Linked DNA regions of Mus musculus: region 1 is linked to region 2. The links are chromatin contacts, called in public HiChIP or PLAC-seq maps. All regions are on one chromosome and are shown on one strand. The core of a region is the stretch at or near the end of the contact, and the rest is flanking DNA. Distances in the headings are between cores, read along the strand shown. Region 1 has its middle 23 kb from the start of Gm30633. Region 2 holds the start of Nkx6-3 (NK6 homeobox 3).

Region 1 (2,700 bases), core at 80-2,579, 1.2 Mb before region 2:
TTTAGTCTGTTGGTTTCAATGGTATCCCATTTCTAAAGCACCACTCATGCTATATAGCAGCTCTGTGTTGGTGCAATTTTTAAAGCCATTTTATTGTGTTCTTATACCTTTAACTCTCTTCCCCTTTCTCCGCGCCAATCCTTTCTAACCTCCCAATACTAGGTAGGAGAGAAAGAAGGTTAGAGGGGAAAGGGGGCATAGGCTTCTATAAGCTACTTCCTGCTGATAAGAAACACTAGGTTCCTTAGGGGAAAGTACAATGTTTATAGTCAGAATATCCAGAATATCCAGAAAACCAGCAATCCAGCAATAACAAATACAAAAGCAAACCAGCAGCAGCAGCTGGGTGACAGCAGATAGGACAGCAGCAGAGGGAGCAGCAGTCACTCTAGCCCCTCTCAGGACTCTCCCACTTATACCTTCTCCAGAATCCCCAGAATTAGACTCTCTGCCCCTGGCAAATATCACACCCCCGCTAGTGCATGAGGCAAATCATAATCACCTTCTATGACCCCGCTTCTTATCCCACACTTGGGATTCAAACAAAAACATAGTCATGTAACATAACTGTGTTTTTAAAGAAACCCAAACTCTCACTACAGCTATATTCTCTCTTCAGTTCTAGAACAATCTCTTGTATAAGCTTGTTCTCTTGTTGTCTTTGAATTTCACTCTTCAAACTTGAGACAGGAACTGGCCATGGTGGCTTGGTAGGCTGTAGAATTTTCAGGGCCCCTCACCCATCGGAAACTACTCAGGCTCTACCTATCGACCCATTTTTCCTGTGTATTGAAATTATTTTGAGTTATCTTTCTCTACTTGAATATTTGGTAGATGGCTTTGGAAGGCTGGGAGTTAAATTCAGATCCTTAGACATGCTAAGCGATATATGATTCAGCCATACCCCTGCTCAAAACTGATTGTTTTAATAAAAGCAAAGACAGGGAAAGTTAAAAGATAGAGCAGAAGTTCCTTTTTTCAAGGATATAAGGAATGAGTCTTTTCTGCATTAGAGAAACTATGAATCACAAGAGGAGAAGGATTTAGTGCAGGGTTTCAATCTAGGAAACAACCTGACCCTTAATCTCTGAGCTTTCCCCTGTTGTCTCCCTTTGAGCAATACTTTAAATACCTTAAATTCCTTTCACTTTGGCTTCAGCTGGAGATATCTAAACTTGGTTCTCAAGCCACCTCTTTTAAATCTCTCTTTTTTTCTGTTCATCTTCTAGTGTCACAAGCAAGGATTGGGTATGGAGGACACCCACTGGGATTTCCAGGGTCTTGTCAGAAACAAGAATTAGACCTGAAGCATATGGATAGTGAGAGAAACAAAGGAACTGGGCTGGAGAGGTTAAGAAGCAACCAGACACTGCACTGCACTGGGCTGGGCTGGGCTGGGCTGGGCTGGGCTGGGCTGGGCTGGGCTGGGCTGGGCTGGGCTGGGCTGGGCTGGGCTGAGGTGAGCTGGGCTGGGCTGAGGTGAGCTGGGCTGGGCTGGGCTGGGCTGGGCTGGACTGGTCTGGATCTGTACAATGCAGGCTTTCTACCAGAGTGCTGTTAATGTGAGCCTTGGTGGGGAGGGCCCACAGATTTTCATGGATTCCTTCACATGTTAGTCTATATACTCCCCCTCCCCACTCTTCTGTATTGTGTACATGTGAGCTATCCTGTCGACAAACTTCTCTCTTTCTCTATTTTTCCCCACTTCAATCGGTCCTTTGTTGCAGAAGGTCCTGGTTAAGAATTCAGAGTAGAAGTGAATTATTTTTGCCTCTTACACAGATAATAAATGCTTAAGAAACATTTCCTGAGTTACACGCCAGATTATATTAACAACAGAGCCCGACAATGAAGATGTCTCTGCATCTACCAGGACACTTAAGTTTCTCAAATGTTTGCATGATAGTTAATATACAAAACGATTTTCAGGCCTTCTGTTACTGGCTCTGGGGTATTGTTAGCATACACATGATTCTGCTGGCTTGCCCTTGGGGACCTGGCAATTGCTTACCTTATCACCTGCCACTGCTGAGGCCAAGTGAGCCAGATGTGGACTGCTAGCTACCCTAGCTCTCTCTCTGTTGTCCCCAGCCAGTCTCCCTCTCCCCATTTCTGTTGTCCTCTGTTCCCCCCCCCCCCGACTCTGCTCTCAAGGCTCTGCTCCTGTCTGTCTGCCTGTCCACATATCTACTCATCTGCCTCTAACCCTTCTCCAGTTTTCACCTCCTCCCTTCCCCCAAATAAACCCTCTTACACCAACCAGATCTGTTACATTATATTTCATAACAGGTATGGCTACTTGAAAACCAATACACCAGAGACAGTGCCTGGTTGGAAGGAAGTGAGATGCTTTTTCAGGTACCATGACCCTGGAGGTGGAAGAGTTAGCGCATATTCTAGGCTCCTTCGTGAGGAACTCAAGCATGTGGAAGGTTTGTTTTTGTGGGGAGGGAGAAAAGGATCAGGGGTAGGGTATTTGCCTCTTGCTTTTCTTCCCTAGGTCCAGTTCCAAGTAGTTACACCTCACAGAAGTCTATGTGCAGTGCTAGCCAGTGCAGAGGATTACAGAACAAGGATGGCACTGCTAACTTTGAGTGGCAGTAAAAGCTTTGCTCACCTAGAGCTTGTGTGTCTGGAATTGCATGGCTGCCCTTCCCTTAGAGGTGCCTCCTGGAGATATTTTTATTTAAGTAGAGAGGG
Region 2 (2,700 bases), core at 171-2,670:
TTTAGTGGCTCAAGGAGAACCCTGGAAGTCACTGCCACTCTCTCCCAGTATGCCCCACTGGCACATGCCCCGGGCACTTCCTGGATCCCTGATTGGCATAATACCCACCCCCTCCACTCCAGTTCTCAGAAACCTGAGTCTCAGGGATGGGTGGGGTAAGCCCCCCCCCCCCCCGCCCCGCTCCCTAGCAGTCAGGGCCAAGGTCATCTTAGCGCTCTGGTTCTGCCATTGCTGACATGAACGGGGGAACAGGAAGGTGGGTGATGGGCCCTGGATGGGACCCCAGTGGGTTTTTGGAACAATCCTATATAACATTGGGCTCTTAGGGATACGATACTAAATTCATTAAGTTTTCTTCACCAGGGTAGCACTGTGCCTCACTGTGTGAAGGGGCGCCATGTCTCCGGGCAGAAGCGAACTTAAGCTACGTGCTGCATATGGTGGGATGGACTGTGATCGTGGGGCCTGGAGAACCCAAGGTCCCTTGAAGGGCAAGAAGTGACTGTGGGTCCAGACACCTGTGCTAGGTAGAAGTAGGGAGGAGGGAGAAGGGTGGGGTTCAGTTCTGCTGTGAGCTGAGAAAAGGGACCAGGAATTGGCAGGGCTGTGTAATAGCGGCTGAGGTTAGGTAGGTCGCGTGCAGCCCGGCCTTTAAAAGACCCCCCCCCTCCTGCCTTCTCCCCGGGACAGGTTGGGCTGGGGGTGAAGGCCCTGTACTCACTGTTGCTGCATGGCCGAGCGCTGCCTCTCCAGTCCTGGCCTGTGTCTGCCCAGCAGTTCCGGGTCCGGGTCGGGTACTCATTTCCAGCCTTGGAAAAGCTCCCCACCTGGGGGCCATAGTAGACGCCCTGGGAGCTGAGTCCACCAAAGCCTGCCACGTGGGGGTAGCCAGAGAGGAGGCTGCTGTTCGGGGTGGCAACCGGTCTGCTCAGGATGTCAGTGATTCCATGGGGAGTCCCAGCCGCCAGCTGGGGGCCAAGTCCCGGAGGGCTGAGCTTGTAGAAAGAGTTCTGCACCGAGTACTGGCACATGGGAGCCTTCATTTCTGAGAACTGGGCCAGCTGTGTGTTGTTCAGGAGGAAGGTCCCCTGCAGGTTGGACTCCATGGTCTCCAGGTCAGCGAATCGGTGGTCCAGGAACCCTTAAAGGCCAGCACTTCAAATGGTGGCCCAGAACCTCATGACAGGTTTGGAGAATCAGAGCCCCCCATCCCACCCCGAGCCTCAGACTGCCCTCTGGCTCGGCCCTTCCTCAGAGATGGGGCACCTACGTCAGCCCTCTGGCAAGTCAGGTGTCCAGAGAAGGTGGGCGGCCTTCCTCTTTCCCTCTCTGCCCGCTGGGCCTAAGGAGGGGTGCTTTCCATACTCAGAGCACCCGGTTTCTCTGCCTCTGAGTCTGGGGGCCCTCCATCAGAAGTTTTAAGTTCAGAGAGGGGACATTTCCTTGATAAAGATATGGCCCATTAGAATACAGACCTGAGACTGGCTGAGCTGCAAGCGCTGTGTCGCCATTGGTTGGAGACCACATGGGCCTCACATTGGCTTCTCCTAGACAAATTGCACTTTGAAAGATTGACTGTAAATCAGCCAGTCCGTGTGTGTGTGTGTGTGTGTGTGTGTGTGCATGTGTGTGTGCTCATGTGCGTGTGTGAAAGAATTAGCTCTAGGCGCCCTGAGCCTGGTCACAGGCTCCATTTGCTTACCCAAGTCCAGTATCTAAGAAAAGGTGGGCGCCTGGAGGTAGGGACTGGAGGCTCCTGCGGAAGTCAGAGAGAGAGAGAGAGAGAGAGAGAGAGAGGCTCAGAGGTCACAGTCCCAAGCTGCCCCTGTCGGAATGAATGTGACGCTTTGAGGTAACATACAGCTGCTTCCCTTTCTCCTGGGTAAGTGGGGAGACTGAGCAATCACTATTCTCTGGGGGAATGCAAGTCTCTGGCCTTGAGACCACGGGGTGGGAAACGTCTTGCTTAGGGAGTGGGCCGTGGAACAGCTCTGGGAGTTGCAGGGGTGTGGGGGGTCAGAAGGCATTCCACTGAAGAATGGTGGTTCCTGTTTCTCCCAGCCAGCCTTTCTTGGTCTCTTGAGTAGTCTGGCTGGCTGTGTCCTGGGTGAAGTCTCTTTCTCTCCTGTGAGCAGCCCTGGGCTCCTGAGGCAGAGACCTAAGCAGGGCAGTCGGGCTGAGGCTTGGGGCTACACTGACTATAAGGACGCCACCATTCGCTTTGTTTCTGAGGAATTTTTGCAATCTGATGATTCTTGTGGGTACCGTCTCTCAGTTGATAACGGGGAAACAGAGGCACAGAGGAATCAGGGCTTGCCTGCCAGGCTAGTCTCTAAATTCTTTCCTGAAGTCACCTGAAGTGTGAAATGGCAGGTGCAAGGTGATTGGCTATCTAAATGACTTCTTCCTGACCAGGCCACTGGGGCTTTGGGGAACACACTGTCTTGTGTTTGGAGGGATCTGTGTTTTCACAGGTGAGAGACAGAGCCTTTTCTTTGTTAGCTTTGTTTGAGGCAGAGGTCTGAGGTAGAGAAAGCTGGCTTGCTGTGGAGAATTTGACTGTAATGTAAGCAATACTTTCCGTGCCATGGGTGATTTAGGTGAGGATCAGATAGAAAAGCTTTTACGCAGGGCAAGATGACCTTCCTACAGGTTGGGCTATTTTTTTGAAGACCTTTAAAATTAAGAGTCTCAGTGTGT

What was found. HiChIP or PLAC-seq counts read pairs in DNA pulled down with a chosen protein or histone mark.
Region 1: a contact with region 2 is called in an H3K27ac HiChIP or PLAC-seq map of embryonic stem cells, with 2.6 times the contacts expected there. The contact joins the enhancer-like site here to the promoter of Nkx6-3 in region 2. A contact is called at or near these places in 4 of 39 promoter capture datasets (the C10 cell line, frontonasal cranial neural crest and liver) and 2 of 115 datasets of contacts at active chromatin or transcription factors (both in embryonic stem cells).

What each region holds. Positions count from the first base shown.
Region 1 is chr8:24,357,975-24,360,674 of GRCm38.p6, reverse strand. No RefSeq gene overlaps it. Among named protein-coding and RNA genes, the nearest start is that of Gm30633, 23 kb to the left of the region's middle. Within about 2 kb of position 1,329, at least 37 of the 459 cell types and tissues checked have an H3K27ac peak or open chromatin away from gene starts, as enhancers often do. A contact at or near this core is called in embryonic stem cells, where this site is marked.
Region 2 is chr8:23,151,991-23,154,690 of GRCm38.p6, reverse strand. Nkx6-3 (NK6 homeobox 3) reads right to left here and starts at 1,420. Exons shown (of 3, transcript NM_029002.2): 1 at 722-1,420. The coding sequence starts at 1,106.